Regions from separate parts of the Sus scrofa genome. Here region 2 is linked to region 1. A link is a contact called in public Hi-C data. All regions are on one chromosome and are shown on one strand. Each heading gives the region's core, a stretch centred on a gene start, on an enhancer-like site or on the middle of the called end of the contact. The rest is flanking DNA. Distances are from core to core; before and after follow the strand shown. Region 1 holds the start of EID3 (EP300-interacting inhibitor of differentiation 3). Region 2 holds the start of NFYB (nuclear transcription factor Y subunit beta).

Region 1 (3,712 bases), core at 649-3,148:
TTCTGGTTCCAAACATTCCTTAAATTGCATTTGCTCCTTTCCTGGGTTGGGGGCGCTGTGAGCGGGAAGTGGACGTGCTGTCACCCAATTAGGAGATCCCACTTTGCTAAGCCCATCAGCCAGGCGCCAGGGCTGCACGAGGAGTGGATTTTTGCTTTGTCATTCTGACTCTGGCGGTTTGCCCGCCCATTCAGGGGAGGGCGTGGCTTCTCCGAGCCTCTGGGAACCGGCCTCCCTTTCCCTTCAGTCGTCTCCGGTCCCGCATTGCATCGGATCGCGAGGTGGTGGGGCGCGTCAGAGAGGCGCCTGCTGCCCAACAGCTCGCGTTCCTGTAAGCTTCGGGCTCACCAAAAACGGAGGAAGCCCCGGGCCTCCCGCTGCGAGAACCCCGGGCCGAGAGCATCCGCCTGCCGGTGCGTTGCGAATGCGGAGCGAGGAGAGATGTTTGAGGGCGGGTCTGAGTAGGGGTGAGGCTTTATTGAGGCGGGTGAGCGTCTTGGCCGCATTCATTGTTTCGCCGGGTGGGTGAAAGCTTAGCGTGCGTGGAGGTGAGGCCGGCCCCCTGTCGGCCGGAGGTTTCCTTCCTCTAGCTCGTCTCCGTAGAGGCAGTGGGCAGAATATCGGAGGAAATGGACTTTTGTATCATTTCTTAGTGCACGGGTGTTGAAATGCAGGTAATAAGGTGATGAATAGATTGACAGACCCTTCTCAACATTAAGAGAGTTTAAGCAAGCCTCAAGGAATTTTCACACCATTGAATCTTCAGAAATCGTGAGAGGTTGGCAGATCATGCTTTCTGTGTGTGCAAGCGGGGAGACTAAGGCTCAGACTCCCGTGACTTTCCCCAGGCCGGCAAACGAGACAACTAAGAGGAACCCGTGCTTATCTCCCTGTATCAGGCAGTACCCGCTAAGCGTTAAAGGCTTCACCACACTGCCTGGTTTGACTCCTGGCTCTGCTGTTAACTAACTCTGGTTGCTTGAATTTGGGCAAGATAGGGGGTTTTTGGTGCCTCAGTTTTCTTATCTGTGAAATGGACCTGATAGGAGCGACTTCGAAAGGGTAGTTAGATTAAGTGTTAATCTATGCAACGCATTACAGAAGCGTTTTTATCATCAAACAACTGTACTTTGGGGTGCAGGTGTGGTTTTTGTCTCATGAATGGACCTCATGTCAGTATCAATGGAGTCTATTTTTAATTCTCACTGACTGACTCATTCTCTACCTGAGTTCACTCGTTTGTAAATTTGGACCGGTTTCACCCAGCCTGTCAGGTAGGGTGTTGCTGTATTATTTCAAGGTTCTTAAAGCACCCGTAAGTGGGCAGCGTGGGCTTCATTTTACCCCATGTTTTCAAACTTCAAAGAAACATTGGAAGTTGGTTTTTGGCACTCTGTATAGATGCAGAGTTCAAAGGCAGATTGAGTTGGAAGGTGTTTTTTGAAAAGTTGAGATAACTGTGCCCTAAGCTTCCTTTTGAGGCGTTTCTGAATTCGGGACCCACTGGGGACGTGTGACGTCTATTTTAGCGAGACTTGCCCTTTCCTGGGGTCTGCCTGGCGTTTGCGGCTGGCCGCGAGGCCGTCCCGGTCCTCCCGCCCGGGACCCGACCCTTGGCCGGCCTCGGTCAAGGTCAGGCGGGGCCCGGGACGGAGGGGCGGTCGCGCGGTGGGGGGGGGGGAGTGCAGTTGGGGACGCGGAAGCCCCGCCCCCGCCGCGCACTTCCCGCCGCCGCCCGGGGCGGAAAGACTGACCGGCTTCGCTCTGCTTTTGTGCCACAGAGGACGGGCGGGGCCTCGAGAGAGCGCTCTCCGAACTGACCTCGGAAACCGACGTGCCCGTTGTGTTTGTGAAGCGGCGAAAGATAGGCGGCCATGGTCAAACCCTGAAGGTAGGTGGGCGAGCTTTACGTCTCTGTAATGCGCCTGAACGGGGAACCGGCTCTTGGGGCCGGTGGTGGTCTCAGCCCTCCTCTCCAAGCCCGGGTGACCGGGAGCGGACCTCCCACCGAGCACATCCTTAGAAATGAGAAGGACGCGCGGGGCCAGCTCACGTGTTCATCGATGTTGATGAGACATACTTTTCAGAACGGGAAGCTTGGACGAGCGGATGGACCTATTTTCAGCTTTGAAAATAGGTTTTTAAACGTCCTTTTTTTCCTCCTTGCCTTGTTCTTTCTCTCCTAGTAACTCTATAAATAACTTAAAAATTTTTAGCAGCCGTGTACCTGCCGAATGTGAGTGTTTAGAGAAGTACTGCGAAGGGTGGATCAGGAAATGCTTATCTCTGTCCGTCCCTCTCATCTTCCTCTGTAATTTTCAGGGAGGGAAACCTGGAAACCCCAGGCTCAGGGGAGAGCGACCAGCAAGCCCTTAGAGCGAGTTCCTTACCCTTCAGGGGTTGCTTTTCTAGCCTTGAGTTAACAGCTGGGTAGAAGCATAGGCGAAGAAGAAATCTTTGCTTCGGCTGGTGGCGAGGGTGGTAGTGGCAGTCCTCCCTGGGCCCACGCACGAGGTCATGGCCCACCAGACGGGAGAAAGGCTGAGAGGCTGGGTGCACGTTAGCGGGATTTGCAGCCTGGTGATAGTCCACCTCTGGTGTGGTTGGTGACCAAGTTAGAAAGCCTCATCCCATCACTGTGATACATCTGCTTTAATTGTCTTTTTGTATTGAAGTAATTTTTAAGAAATGGAAGTCATACTGGAACATTGCCTTCTTAGAATTAAGCCTGAGGCCTCAGTTAAATGTAAAAGGTGTATTTAGATGGGTGCACATTCAGGAAGCAGGTAACAGTTAACTTGCATTTTTATTTACCATGTTTTCGTTCCTCTAAAAGAATCTTACCTTTTTGAAGAATGGGTATAGGAAATGAAGAGAGACTTGGAAGACAAATAGCACATTAATGGAAAATACTTAAAGGAGCTAAAAAGACTTTTAGCTTGATGTAAAATATGTTGTATTACTCAGACCTTTAGTTTGCAAGTAAAATGAGACAAAGTTCTATCAATATTCCTTCCTGTCTGATCTCTTTTCTCCACCTGTGTCATAAACAGATGGTCATGATTTTAACACCAGTGGGAGTAAAAAGGATCACTTTATATATAAGCTTTACATCCACTTAACTGATGAGATCTGATGTTTTCATTTCTATATTATCATAGTTAATTTCAGACATTTAGTGAAGTGCAATGTCAAGATTAAAGCATACCACCAAGTTATAATTAAAATTTTAAAAAGTTATTTATCACATCTCTTTTAAGCACACTTATCACTCTCTGTATCATTTGATTTATTTTTGGATTTTAATGAGTACTAAGAAATGAAAGAAGACACAAGGTAATGAGGCTTACTGCTTTGAAACTGTTCGTGAATTTCCAGCCAGTTGTTGCCCACATTTAGGAAGAAGCGGTAGGTTCTAAAATTCTTTAGGGAACACCAGGTTTGAGTGGAGAAAGGCATTATTTAGCAGAGAATGGAGTGCTTATAGGATTAGTGTTATCATCCTAAAGTCCACACCTTAAAAAAGGTAAAGATTTCCTGCTTTGATGCAACTTAAATAACGCAGAGGGAGCTTGTTAAAATACTGCTTTTCTTTTCTAAATGTTGTTTTCTTTTCTAAATGTTGTTTCTTCCTTTGTCTTCCTTTCTCCTCAATAAGCAACAGCAGCAGCAAAGCCTCCCTTGCTTTCACAGTGTACTCTAGAAGACCAGG
Region 2 (3,712 bases), core at 516-3,015, 100 kb before region 1:
TCATGCTATTGGGGGAAGTACGGCTTTTCCAACAAAGCCCTATATTTAGTCATGTTCATCATAAATATTCATCACAACACACCAAATTATATAATACGCAAGAGGCCAAAAATTACATATCAACACCCAAGACACAAATATCCCACTTATCAACTTAATTTTTACTGATGGCTTTCCTTATGTTTTAGAGTGAGATTTAGGGTTCAAAAGCTCAAAAGGGAAGACAAGTTTATCTCAGGATATAATGCTTTCCAATTAAATATCTCAGATTATAGCGGGAAGAAGATACATGTTGCCCAGAGAACATCCAGAGAAAGAGAATACAGTCAATTAAGACCTGTATTATTTTAAAGCATCACCATTTGGGACTAAAATTGCATCTCAATAGCACTTCATTCTCACTGTAAGGCATAAATAGTTGAATAAATTGGCATCAATTACGATGTTACAATTTCCATTCTCATTTGCTCTTCCCCTTTTTTCAAGGGAAAAAAAGGGGGGGGAGACAAAGACATATCCTTTCTGTGCTAATTTTTAAAAGAAGACAAAATACTGATATGCATTCAAGCATGAAATCTAGCAAACAGAAAAAACTCTAACCACCAAATTGAATTTTCAAATGCTACTACAAGGGTCCATGCAGCAAAGACTGGCTGACATTGTCTACTGTTCTGTAATCCCAAAAGCAATTTCTAATTTCTTTCCAAATATCATCTTCACTCTAACCCCAAAGCTGCCCAGAAAATTCCTTCCTCGTAGCTAGAAGTGTCATTTTTTAAAGGTGCCGTGGGGGGAGGAGAGAGATCCTCAGAACACTTAAAATACAGGAGCTGTCTATATTTATGTATTTTTGCTGGGGGTTGGGGTGGTGCCACACCTCACCACAATCACTCACCCAAATAGTTGAGTCAGTATATGTTTAGATTCAATATATTAAAGAGAAACACTATCACCTCACATGGTATATATTTTCTTACAGGCAGGTTATGATATATGTGAAAGCTCAAGGCAATGCATACATATGTTTAATGTTTAAAGAAATCTGTATCCAAGAAAAGCAGCAGACCCTTCCTCCACCCTCCATTCTTTGGCATCAACAACCAGAGTTTTGCACCAATATAAGCCTTAAATTGAACTACGGGAGCAGAGTGAGAACGGAATAATTGCCTCTTAAGGAATTTTGGTTAAACTTTACTAATAAAACCCCCTATTTGTTAATGCCACTTACATTGATCAGTTCACCTCATCACTTTGTATTTCTGACTTGTCTCCATACAAGAGAGCCGAAACCACCCCAGTGACTCGTGGCACGGAACCGTGCAGTCCATGCAGGCTGGGATGCTATTTTTTAAAAGGTCATATGCTACTTAACCTTGCTTAAACCATCTTTTAGAGTACTCTGGGCGAGATTTCGTCTTGTAGGTGCTCTTCTAATTCTTTGTTCTCCAAGACTACTCCTGAGGCCCGGTATATCCTCCCCGCCTCCCACCGAAGATTAAAACCTTAGTCCAATCCGGAAGGCTTCCTTCCCACCTTCGGGGCAAGTCCAGGGACCGCAAGCCGCCAGATGGCTGCATTCTATACGCGTAAACCAGACTGCGGGGAAACCAAATCCACTCCTTCCTCCCGGGGACCTCGCTTCCTCCCCACGAAGGTGCGCGGGCTGGCCCGGGTCCCACCGTCCGCCCGGCCGACCTGTCGGTCCCGCCTGGGCGGCGCGGACACCCCGGGCAGGCATCCCCCCTACTCGGCCGGCTCAGGCCCGGGGCCCGCGCCTAACGCCCGCCCGCCGCGCGGCGCCCGGGGTGCCGGGGCAGACAAAGCGGCCCGGCCCTGCCATGCCCCCGCGGAGTGGCGGGCGGAAGAGGGGCGCTCCCCGGGAGCCCCCGCGCGGCGGAGGAGGAGGATCGGGGCCGGGGGTCCAGGCTGCATCCTCCCGCCCCCAGCCGGCTCGCCACACAAAATGGAGCCGGCCCGGACGCCACCGAGAGCGGGGCCCGACGGTGCCCCGGCGCCCCCTCCTCGGCCTCGGGCCCGGAGGTCGGCGGCGGCGAGCAGGAGGCGGCCTGGCCCGCGTCCCGCCGCTCCTCGGCCGGGCGCACAAAGAGCCGCGCCGCGGCCCAGCGCCCGCTTCCCAGCCGGGCCCGCAGCGGGGGAGGCCTCGCAGGCGCCGGCCCGGCCCCGGCCCCGGCCCGGGCGGGAGGGCGGGCAGGCGGGAGTGAGCCAAGTGCCCCCGGCCGCGGCGGCGTTGGCGGCGGGGACGGCGCCGGGAGGAGACGGACATTTCATTCGAGCTAAAGTGGAGTCGGTTTAGGAGCGATCATTGGCCGAAGCGAGACACAAACCTCCAATGCAGCCCTGGTTGGCTCCCGTCTCCAATCGGCTGTTTGGTTGGACAGAAAATGGCTGCGAAGGAACCAGTCCCAGCGCGGAGCTCCGCTTCCAGGACTCGGCCTTCCCTCCCTCCGCCGCGGGCCGCTTCCCTCGGCGCGACACCCTCCCTCCGCAGCTCCCGCGCGCCCGCCCGGCGCGGCCCCGCCCCGGCACGGCCCCGCCCCCAGCCCCGCCCCGTGCGCTGAGCAGCCCGCAGAGCCCGCTGCAGGCCGCCGCGAGTCGGTCCTGCGGCGCGAGCGGAGCCCGCGGGTGGCTTTTTCCTCGGCAGGGACTAGGGCTGGGGCTCGGTGCTAAGGTCAGTGCGGGCTTTCCGCGGTATTTTCCCCACGTCTTGCGCATGATTTCTCAGCTCTCCCTCTCTTTTCCATCCCCTCCCCTGGCGCACGTGGAAGTGTCTCACCCGCCAAAGTGCAGCCTGCCTGCGCCTCGAGTTTTAAGAAGGGGAAACCAAGGGCAAAAGCTGCCGGCCAGGCGACACTCGAGCTACAGGGTGGATCTGAACGGCGATTACCTCCTGGTATGCTTTCAGCGCCAGCTGTTCGCCTTGTGCCCCTGTTAAGTTTGCCACATGCACAACGCTCCCTCTCGGTCACCGAGCTCCCCGTTCGTTTTTTCAGATTTCACCTAAAGATACAATCCTCTGCTTTAGGTTTAACAACCTGCTCAGTCCAGCCAGCCTTCACCCCAGCTTAAAATGTTGCATATGCCCCACCCGCACAGTATTTGCGACATGCCATGTGGCTTTTCCCAACCAGATGATATTTGAGCTGCCAGAATCCATGGCCCCTTCTTGCCTCCGCGCAACCAGGCTCTCTGCCTGTCTTTCCCTGACTGCGTCTGTGTAGGACTTCCCTCGGCTGTGACTCTCACAGATGGGCGGTGAGCCAGACACCACACACTACAAAGGGGGCAGGATTTTTGCAACCAGAGCCGGGAATCGTTCCCTTTACTTCCACTAAACAAGTGGCCCGGTGCCACATTAAACTTTCCAGCTTTAATCTTTTAAAAATATATAGCCATGTTTTATTTATAAAGCTCCTACTGTTTCTCCGCATATTTTCACATTTCCCGAGCAAATAAGGAAGCAAAGACCAATGAAAGCCTCCAGATATTCCAAGAGAAATAAATAGCAATGCCACAATGGGATCAGACAACCTGATTTGAATTCCAGCTCCCCCACTTACTGGCTTCAGTGGCCCTGGCCAAATTCACCTCTCTGATCGTTTCCTTACCTTTATAATGGGGACTTCCTAACTCCTTCTTAGGATGGTTTGGAAGTCATTTAAAGTAAATGCACATAGAAAGCCCTAAAAAAGTT

The links. A called contact is a pair of places that touch in the nucleus more often than the background predicts.
Region 2: a contact with region 1 is called in a Hi-C map of skeletal muscle, with 5 times the contacts expected there. The contact joins the promoter of NFYB here to the promoter of EID3 in region 1. A contact is called at or near these places in 1 of 5 promoter capture datasets (liver), 8 of 47 Hi-C or Micro-C datasets (embryonic fibroblasts, fetal heart ventricle, heart right ventricle and 3 more) and 1 of 2 datasets of contacts at active chromatin or transcription factors (alveolar macrophages).

Annotation. Positions count from the first base shown.
Region 1 is chr5:80,232,753-80,236,464 of Sscrofa11.1, reverse strand. EID3 (EP300-interacting inhibitor of differentiation 3) reads left to right here and starts at 1,898. Exons shown (of 1, transcript XM_021092633.1): 1 at 1,898-3,712.
Region 2 is chr5:80,332,566-80,336,277 of Sscrofa11.1, reverse strand. It overlaps NFYB (nuclear transcription factor Y subunit beta), which reads right to left and starts at 1,765. Exons shown (of 8, transcript NM_001144930.1): 1 at 1,229-1,765.